3 separate regions of the Mus musculus genome follow, and regions 1 and 2 are each linked to region 3. A link is a contact called in public Hi-C and HiChIP or PLAC-seq data. All regions are on one chromosome and are shown on one strand. Each heading gives the region's core, a stretch centred on a gene start, on an enhancer-like site or on the middle of the called end of the contact. The rest is flanking DNA. Distances are from core to core; before and after follow the strand shown.

Region 1 (2,973 bases), core at 76-2,575, 70 kb after region 3:
TCAGTGGGACTGGAGAGGTTGCTTGGTGGCTGAAGCACTGGTTGTTCTTCCAGAGGACCCAGGTTTCACAACCACCTATTACTGCAGTCTCAGAGGAATCCTACACCCTCTTCTGATCATTTCAGGCACCTTGTACCCAGGAGACATGCAGACAAAATGCTTGTCAACATAAAAGAAAGAAATAGGTAATAGCTAACAAATCATTTTTAAAAAGCTGCCTTCGATATAAATATTAAAGTTTCTTGCTTTTGTATTCATACCTAAGTTGGACAAATTCTTTTTTTTTTTTCATTCATACATGAGCATCCTTAGTAACTAGCAGACAACTGAGGCCTGTATCTGAGAAGAGCTGAGCAGAGGTAGATAGTCCTTTGCTGTTGTTTACACTCAGTCTTAGCCAGAGGCCCCAAAAGATTATACTTCAATTGAATATGTTTTAAGTCAATAGAATTGTTACAGTGACCAAGAAGAGGTTTCCTCGAGGCTATACAACTTTGCTGAGAGGTGCAGCCTGGGCAGAAATTAATGACAGTGTATCCAGGGCTCCTGAGAATGTTCAGTGGGCGCGGCCCGGGAATCACTCAGAACGCAGCGCAATACAAACTCGTAAACCTTTAAAAAAAAACATTATGATTGTTTCTTGTGTAACTCAGTGCTCAAGTGCAAACTTTGCAGGCAACAATATTGTGCCTCAGTGTCCAAATATTGGGCACCCGAGTCAGCTCACAGTGTGGTCAGCAGTGACAGCTAACCCAAGCCTAGCACCTGACCTCAATGGGGCATTTGACCTGCAGAATGTGCTACTACTTTGAGGTGTACCTATCTTGTATTTACATGGCTCCCTACACTTCCCTGTGCCCATTTCACAGTCCTTTACTACCGTTTCCTTTTCACAAGCTTTCCTTGAACTTTAAGTGAACAGCCCACAGTCCCGTGTCTAAGAGTTGGAGGGCTCCATCTTTGCTGGGCCCCAGGCGTAAGACTGTGGCATAACTGTGTTTTCCTGATCCCCTGGCTGCTGTGGCTATAAATGTGTTTGTGTGGCTGTTCTGCATGCAGAGACCTTGCAGGGCTGGCCTTTGAACCCACGCCTGCACAGACAGTGCAGCTTGACCCCCCTCCCTCTTCCCTTCCTCCCTGCTGTGGCGCTTCTCTCGGTCAAGTGCCCTTTGCTCATCAATAGAGAAGAAAAGACCCCATTCTGCCCATTCAACAGACCCCTAATTAGTGGTAATCATGAAAACTGACGTCTGCGCTGCTTCTCTCTCCATTCTCCATTGTTGTCTTAGCAAGTCCCGGGCTTGGTGAACAGAGCGTGCCTTATTCTGCAGCAATGCAAAAATTCACGCTGTGCCTTCAGCTCTAAGGAAGGCAGTGTTGGAGTGCGACTTGTGTATAATTAGGCCTAGCATTATCAACAGAAAGTGATTGTGGCTGCATTCCAAGGCGTGTGGAGACATGCCACCAGCCATTTGGGTTATCAAAAAGAACAAGTTTGTTGTGATGTGTGATGTTCAGTGACAGCCAGCTCTCTGCTTCACATAGGGTAGGTACCACTTCCCACACCACTTTCTCCGCAGCTCTTGAGTGTGTTCTGATGCATTCCCTGGACTCATTGCCTCTACACTGAATGCTCACCTTCCATTTTTTTCTTATCTCTTCCTTTCTCATTTCTGTTTCACCGTTTTTTGAAAAATATACAGTTTTATCTTTCTTTTTCTCTAGGGAAGAGTCTCTTGACTTGGACACACTGGCTTTCTGGCATGTCAAATTAATACACCCTAGTTAACTTTATTTTTAACCAATGGGTGTTGAACAATTGACCCTGTGATGTGGGCTCTCTCCAGAAACCTCACCCACTCCCAAGCTTCATTATTGCCCCCCTAAAATTCATTGACTTAATAAAATGCTTGCGAGAGAAAGTCGAGGCCAAGGTCACGGTGTGTCTGTGTCCCAGTTGCTTCCCAGCTCCAGGATAGACCACTCTTTGAGCCTCAGATCCATCGGCACTCCGAAGCTCCTCCACTCTGGCCCACTTATTCACTGTACCCCTCTCAAGGAAATACCAACTCTACCCTCTTACTGGGGTCTTGTAGACACTGAGTTTTAGGTGTTCTGCTTTGTGATTTCTGTCAGCCAAACATTATCTGATTTGCAAGGGACAGTTACAAAAGACTTTCAAATCCCCACACCAGAGAAAGTTATTCCTCAAGTGCCCTGTCAGTTTGGGAATGCCAAGCTTTAGTGATCTTCTTAGCACCCCAGGTTGGCTGATGTATGTGAAGGGACCGCAGAAGATGATCGGGGTGAGTGGGGGGAGGCCATCATAGCCTTCACTTGGGTCTTGAACCCCCTTTGTTAACATTTGCCCAAGAATGTGGATTCATCACGGTGAGCACTCCCCCACCTCTTCCTCTGAAAGGCTGGCGTGTCACGAAGGAAATGAGAGCCATGTGTTTCTGATTCATTTACATGTAGCTCATCAAAATGTAGTTTTGTAAGAGTTCTTTGGTGTCCACGAAGCCTTTGGAGCCCTTTTATGGAACTGTTAGACTCCCTCCCCCTTTCCTCTTAGAACCAGGAAGTTGGGAGTTGCCAAGAGAAAATGGAATCAAGCCTCCACTGACTCTGACGCCAAGGCAGCCCACCTCTGCTGAGAGCCTGCGCACATTCACAGCTTCGGCAAAAGCAGAGAAGAGACTGTGGTGCTGGAAGTGTGCACAAAGCTTACTTGAAGTCTGCTGGGGCTCGGGCTGGGGCTGGGGCTGGGGCTGGGGCTGGGGCTGGGGCTGGGGCTGGGGCTCGGGCGACTTATGGCTCAGTTCATAAAGTGCTTTCTCGGCAAGCAAAAGGAGCTGAGTTCAACCCTCACCTCTCCAAAGCAGTGCATAAAGGCCAGCTGCCTTGGCATGAGCTTGCAATCTCAGTTGTTAATGGGGACACAGGAGGACCCCAACAGCTCCCTGGCCAGCC
Region 2 (3,142 bases), core at 13-2,512, 130 kb after region 3:
TGACACCAGCTCTGTCATACAGACAGCAGATGAAAATCTCCTCGCCTACCTCTGGATAATCTGCCAATCCTACATTTTCCAGGGCAGGTGCAGAACCAAAGTCATACACTTCAGTGCCTCTTAAAAATCACAGAGACCAGTCCCGAGTGTGGGTGTCGTGGGAAGAATGACAGTGTGAGGAACACTGCTGCTCCCGTGACATAAGCCGAGGCTCACAGCTAGCTGCTGAGTGGCTGAGCAGACAGCCCTTGCGCTTTTGTGTCTGCAAGAGAAGACTAAAAATCTGAATGTTCCTGTTTCGTATTCTGCCTATTGTTGGTTTCAAGACAATTCTGAAGTTTGGCAAGTCCCTGGGAGCTGCTGAGTCGAATGGGCACTGTTTCAAGCCCAGAAGAGGATGAACTCTAGGAGGAGAAATGGTGACCCCAGTTCTCAGAATCAGCATGATGCCTCTTTCACTGCATTGTGTGGTTTTCTTTTGGAGGAAGGGATCTGGAGACAGACAGATTAGATGGAAAGATTCCATTTGCTGTTTGAACACAAACCATCCCGAGCAATTGTGCCTGGAATTCTGCATCTCTGGCCTGCTCAGACACCTGCTGCATGAGGTACCGCAGTCACCCTAGTGACCGTGGGGCTTCTTTTCCTGGGTTAGTTTTCACCCCACCTGGTGGTGTACTCAGTTTAAAATCTCTCCTGGAGATGAGATGTGGCCCCCAGCTGATGGCATGATTTTATATCCCATTGAATGGGATATAAAAAGCAAATCTGTTGCCAGGAGAACCCACCTAGAACCTAGTAGTACAGCAGACAGCTGCATCTAGACACCAAGATTCTCCTCCTGGATATATGTGCCATGGGGAGAGTGAGAAAGGGCCCCTGGTGAACCATTGAGTAATTTATAGGCTAATCTGGCTGCATGAATTTCTCCTAAGCACCCCAGAGAGAATTAAGATATAAAACATGAGTCTTGTAACCCGAGCAGGAGGCGGTGTGGTGCAGGGGTTCTTATAGCCTGCCTGCCAGGAGGCCACAGGGCCACACTTGTGAACTTAGTAAATGGGGCAGCTGGGAATCACAGCCACATCCCTGAGCTTTCCTGGAGAGAGCTGAACTGCCCCTGAACCTGGAGTGTTTGCCTGGCAGGTTCATGCTGGCTCCTGATGTCATTTCAGCACGCATGCAAGAGACTGGAAAGGGAGGCTCTATACACGGAAGGGCTGCCGTGCCTGGACTTCTAGCCAGGGAGCCCTTGAGTGCTGTTTTCTTTGGCATCAGTCTAGGCTGAGTTGCTTAAATTCCTTTGAAGTTCAGGGGTTTGGGGAGCAGTAGCCCAGCCTACATTCCTTACTCCAGAAGGCAGGCAAGGGGGTCTGGGGTTACCAAGCTGCCAAGAACCAGGCCTTTGTTGGAAAGGTCACTTTGGTGTGACTATGGCTTCAGAGTCTAGTCTTTCTCCCAGTAATGGCTTACAGGCTAATTCAGCAGCCAAGCCCCTATCCTCAGGCCTCCTTGACTTGCTCTCACATTAGAATGTGTAGCTGGAGAACTGTTGAAGAAAACCCCTTTGTGTGTTCATACAAGGGAAAGGATTTTTCCTACTTTGGCTGCTGTGCAGGTGCTGATGTAAAAAGAAACCCAGAAATGACCCTACCCCAACAAAGGGAACTAGGGGAAGCCAGACTCCTCTGCAGCCCCAGCTCAGGAGCACCCAGAACTAAACCCATCACCCGTTGCTCGCCATACACAAGGAGTCAGCTGAACCACAATGGGCTCGTGGAGTGTGATAGTCACATGTGCAGTCTGAGAGTCAGCTCCTGGACTGAGTAGCCAGTGGCAAGGCAGAACCCTTGCCTCTTCAGCCATTAAAAAGAATTCTACATAGGGCCTCTCTGAGAAATCCCAGGAGAAGGATGGGTCATCCCAAGAGGGGCTGCCGCTCTGCCTGAGGCATGGCGATGCAGAGAGTTAAGAGAGAAAAATGATGTCTGTAAAGTTCATGTACTGGTTGGGTTTTGTCGGCTTGACATAAAGCTGAACATATCTGGGAAGAGGGAATCTCAGTTGAAGAATGGTCTTCATCAGACTGGCCTGTAGGCAAGTCGGTGGGGATACTTTCTTGATTGATAGAGGAGGACCCAGCCCACTGGGGCAGTGCGACCTCTGGGCGGGTAGTGCTGGCTTGTAATAGAAAGCTGGCTGAGCAAGCCACGCAGAGGGGGTTAGTAAGCAGAACTCCTCCATGGCCTCTACTTTAGTCCCTGCCCTGCTTGAGCCCCCGCTTTGGTTTCTCTCAGTGAGGGACTGTGACCCAGCCATGGAAGCCAGATGAACCCTTGCCTCTCCAAGTTGCTATGGACCGTGGGGTGTCATGGCAGCCTCAGAAACATAGCTAGTGTAGTTCGATAGGACAGATAGCAGCCATTACAATGAATTTGTGAAAGGGTTGTTTTCCTTTAGTGAATCTGTACATCTGCATTGAAGGGTTGTGAGCATAAAGAATACATCCGATTCCACACACTATTCCAAAATTGGATTATCGTTTTGTAATCACGTGTGTGGGCCGGAGGCAAAGTCTGAGCCACCTCTTGTGTTGGGCACTTGGAGAGGTTGGGATCTGCCTTAGGCCATGCTGGGACCATCCTCCTTGTTATTTTGTCCTCTGTGGAATACCACCTACCTCTTTCTTGCTGCTTTGAACTATTCCTCACAGGACAGTGGGGTAACTGGCCCTTATTCACAGTTTGAGTACCAACGCTATGCTAATTCCTCATGATACAAGAGTAACTAGGGACCAGCCATGTTATTCACGGGCCTCAGCATGAAGTAAAAAATAAGAATCTCCTTTGTGTGAAAAAGCAGGAAAAAAGAAACGTGATGAGAGGTATTAAAATCTAAAGTGCTCTTTGCTTCCCTGGCCTGTCTGTCTGTCTGTCTGTCTGTCTGTCTGTCTGTCTGTCATGGTTTTGCTATCAGCACCATGCTTCCATGGGCAGGCAGATAGGGATGAGTGGAGCATGTGTCTGGGCCCCTTCCCTGCACCAGTCCACCTGCTGCTAGGTCCTGTTAGTACCTGTCCCCTTGGTAAAGACAGGGGAAATCTAGCAAGGTGTCTCCCCAAACCGTGGGCCCTTGGCTCTGC
Region 3 (3,337 bases), core at 403-2,902:
TTTCCAGATTCTCTAGAGAATCTGGCAGCAGATTCCGAATGAGAATTCCAGAACTTGACATTACTCTCACCAGTGTTTCTTAGGAATGTCTACAGCCTTGGGAGGTAGTAAAACAAAAACAAAAACTACCAAAGGCATGGGTAATGTTATGAACTTTCTACTTAGACTGGTATCCCACATTATGAACTTTCCACTTAGCCTGGTATCCCCCAAGTGGTGTTTCCACCCAGTGCCAGGCTTGCTACTGGGCTTGAAAAGCTTCTCTGGAGTAGAAGAGAAAGGTCCAGACGGCAAGGGTTTTTCCATCAAGCTAAAATCCAGGCTGTGTAGAGACCAGCAGCTTCTCCGTGGCTGGTAGGCTCTTTTAGCGCGGATACACACTCAAGCTCCTGGTGAACCATTGGTTCACAATCTGAAAGGACCCAAAATTCTCAAATAGCCTGTCTTTGATTCAGTTCAAAGAGCGATTCTTTGAACTGCTCCAGTGGGAAAATGGAGATAAAACAATAAGCATATAAATAAATAAATAAATAAATAAATAAATTAATTTAAGGAAAACAAAACAACAACAAAAACAAGCTGAAGGGATGTTGTTGGCAAGTTGGCTGGGGTAGGCGTTGCTACAGGGACTTGAAGTTTTAAACTCCTCCATCTCTTAAACCACCAGAGTCAAGGCTCCAGTAACGGGGCGGGGGTTGGGGGGGGGGTGGGGGCAATAGTTTTCAAGTGGAGCTAAAGTATGCTCTCGCAACATTGTAGCGCTGTTTTTTTTTTTTTTTGTTTGTTTGTTTTGTTTTTTGTTTTTTTTGTTTGTTTGTTTTGTTTTTTGTTTTTTGTTTTTTTTTTTTTAAGGGACCAGTTTAGAAACTGAGCAAAATGCTTGAGGTACTGTAGTGCCCTCTTTATAGAGGTGTAAGAATGGGATCCAGCCAACCACTCTGGCCTGTCCCATCCAGACAGCTGGAGGGGAGATCTGATTCCTGCAAATTCGCCTTCTGGTCCTGGAAACCTCTAGCTGCTAAACACTGCAGTTTGCAGATCTTCTGGTTGGGACCAAAGTTTCAGCCTGAGCGTCCAGCAGCCGCTGTAACTTTCCCCCGAGTGAAATAAATAAATAACGACCGTAAATACAGAGATAGCAGGGCCTTAGATATTTTTCACTCTAAAAGGCAGACACAGGAGAAAGAAGGAGGTGGGGAATGAAAAGTCCTGATGTGGCAGGAAACTTCTGTGGGCGAGAGCCACAGACGCAGCTCCAAACCGAGGGAGATGCTCTCTGCTGGCGTATTTTGTCTCTTAGAGAATCCTCCAAGAAAGCGGAGAGGAGACCCTAAGAGGGGGCCCATCTCCGGTCTCTGGCAGGTCTCCTTGCTTTGTGGTCAAACTCAGCCTCTTGTGCCTCGAGGCCCCCTCCCTATGGCCAAAAGAGGGTCGTGAGGCCCCAGAGGCAGGATGTTAGTGCGCTTGCGCTCGAGCCAATACGGCCGGAGGAGTCCTGTTCCTCGGGCATTTTCCGAGGAAGTCTGGAGCAATTAGGCTCAGTCCTGGGAGAGCGAGCTAGAGAGCGGGCGGCGTAGCCGGCGTGTCTGGGCCGCCTCGCAGGGAGGGAGGGAGGGGGCGGCCGGTCGCCCGGCGGCGACACCGGGCCCCGGCCGCCACCATGGGTTTCGAGTTGGATCGCTTCGACGGCGACGTGGACCCTGATCTGAAGTGCGCCTTGTGCCACAAGGTCCTGGAGGACCCGCTGACCACCCCGTGCGGCCACGTATTCTGCGCCGGCTGCGTGCTGCCCTGGGTAGTGCAGGAGGGCAGCTGCCCCGCGCGTTGTCGCGGTCGCCTATCGGCCAAGGAGCTCAACCACGTCCTGCCCCTCAAGCGTCTCATCCTCAAGTTGGACATCAAGTGCGCGCACGCGGCGCGGGGCTGCGGCCGGGTGGTCAAGTTGCAGGACTTGCCCGAGCACCTGGAGCGCTGCGACTTCGCGCCCGCGCGCTGCCGCCACGCGGGCTGCGGCCAGCTGCTGCTGCGACGCGACGTGGAGGCCCACATGCGCGACGCGTGCGACGCGCGGCCCGTGGGTCGCTGCCAGGAGGGCTGCGGGCTGCCGCTGACGCACGGCGAGCAGCGGGCGGGCGGCCACTGCTGCGCGCGGGCTCTGCGGGCGCACAACGGAGCGCTGCAGGCCCGCCTGGGCGCGCTGCACAAGGCGCTCAAGAAGGAGGCGCTGCGGGCCGGCAAGCGCGAGAAGTCGCTGGTGGCGCAGCTGGCCGCCGCGCAGCTCGAACTGCAGATGACCGCGCTGCGCTACCAGAAGAAGTTCACCGAGTACAGCGCGCGCCTCGACTCGCTCAGCCGCTGCGTGGCCGCGCCGCCAGGCGGCAAGGTAAGCAATCTCTCTTCTCTCTCCATCTCTGCCTCTCTCTCTCCCTCTCTCTCCCTTCCTCTCTCCACCCTCTTTAGCTGACCCAGAGTCCCACCCAGGTCCGTTGAATATAGGATGCCAGGGTCTTCCTGGGTGCATCTCCGGCCTCCTCTTGTTAGCAGCGCTTGCCAGCTGTATCACTCCGTGCGGGTTACTTAACTAATTCCAACTGAGAAACTGTGGTCCCAAAAGGCAGGACATATAGGGTGAATTGAAGCTACGGCAGTTTTGGGGGGCCAGAGTGTGTCTGCGAACACTAAAAGGAACTTACAACCAAGTGTAGGGTAGGAACAGAGAGCATGACTCCAGAGTCAGGGAGGTGTTGAGAGGCTTTGGCCTGCACACCAGCCTGAGACCCAGGAAGCTGCTCATCTTGGCTTAAGATCAGAGCCATGGTCTGTGTGGATGTGACACTCCATTGGGCGACCTGGAGTGTATCTGCTGCGATGCAAAGGGGGAAAGGTGGCAGCAGAGCCCTTATGGTGCAGCTTGAAAGGGATGCCAGGAGAGAGGCCCCGGTGTAAAGGCTGGATTCAAACATGCACTTTCCTGCCAACTCACTGGCTGCTGACCTTGAGCAAGTAGCTCAATCCCTCTCTAAAGTTGGAAACTATGGTTCCTAACAATTTAGAGCAGGAAAACACAGCCAGGCCCCATAGGAGAACTCATTTGGGCAGTCGAGAAAGAACCCAACGACCCACTTGCTCCAGTAACCGGAAAGTAATATTTAAGTGATAGCCTCCTTGAATTAAAACATCTCCACCTTTGGGTAACCAGCGGAGTGGCTTGTGGGTTAGGCTCCACAGGTGCCTCGGTTTACCTCGAGCCCGTCAGATGATGTTGTTTCCATCAAGGTGAGGCTGTAGAAAAACGGTCTGGCACAGTGCCAGGCTCAGAGTACCTGCAATTACCTTA

Evidence for each region. A called contact is a pair of places that touch in the nucleus more often than the background predicts. HiChIP or PLAC-seq counts read pairs in DNA pulled down with a chosen protein or histone mark.
Region 1: a contact with region 3 is called in a Hi-C map of cerebral cortex, with 2.7 times the contacts expected there. The contact joins the enhancer-like site here to the promoter of Pdzrn3 in region 3. A contact is called at or near these places in 1 of 39 promoter capture datasets (liver), 1 of 15 datasets of contacts at CTCF or cohesin (the NIH/3T3 cell line), 8 of 484 Hi-C or Micro-C datasets (cerebral cortex, muscle stem cells, reprogramming fibroblasts and 2 more), 4 of 115 datasets of contacts at active chromatin or transcription factors (the NIH/3T3 cell line, astrocytes, cardiomyocytes and 1 more) and 3 of 9 other capture datasets (adipose tissue, embryonic stem cells and pancreatic islet).
Region 2: a contact with region 3 is called in an H3K4me3 HiChIP or PLAC-seq map of embryonic limb bud, with 3 times the contacts expected there. The contact joins the enhancer-like site here to the promoter of Pdzrn3 in region 3. A contact is called at or near these places in 5 of 39 promoter capture datasets (cancer-associated fibroblasts, cranial neural crest, embryonic stem cells and 2 more), 61 of 484 Hi-C or Micro-C datasets (the 3T3-L1 cell line, the C2C12 cell line, the C3H10T1/2 cell line and 31 more), 18 of 115 datasets of contacts at active chromatin or transcription factors (the NIH/3T3 cell line, astrocytes, cardiomyocytes and 11 more) and 2 of 9 other capture datasets (adipose tissue and embryonic stem cells).

What each region holds. Positions count from the first base shown.
Region 1 is chr6:101,306,598-101,309,570 of GRCm38.p6, reverse strand. The region is part of intron 3 of Pdzrn3 (PDZ domain containing RING finger 3); the gene reads left to right. Among named protein-coding and RNA genes, the nearest start is that of Gm33934, 36 kb to the right of the region's middle. Within about 2 kb of position 1,325, at least 52 of the 459 cell types and tissues checked have an H3K27ac peak or open chromatin away from gene starts, as enhancers often do. A contact at or near this core is called in cerebral cortex, where this site is marked.
Region 2 is chr6:101,249,386-101,252,527 of GRCm38.p6, reverse strand. All of the region lies in intron 3 of Pdzrn3 (PDZ domain containing RING finger 3), which reads left to right. Among named protein-coding and RNA genes, the nearest start is that of Gm33934, 21 kb to the left of the region's middle. Within about 2 kb of position 1,262, at least 45 of the 459 cell types and tissues checked have an H3K27ac peak or open chromatin away from gene starts, as enhancers often do. A contact at or near this core is called in astrocytes, cerebral cortex, cortical neurons and 7 more, where this site is marked.
Region 3 is chr6:101,376,212-101,379,548 of GRCm38.p6, reverse strand. It overlaps Pdzrn3 (PDZ domain containing RING finger 3), which reads left to right and starts at 1,652. Exons shown (of 10, transcript NM_018884.2): 1 at 1,652-2,383. The coding sequence starts at 1,661.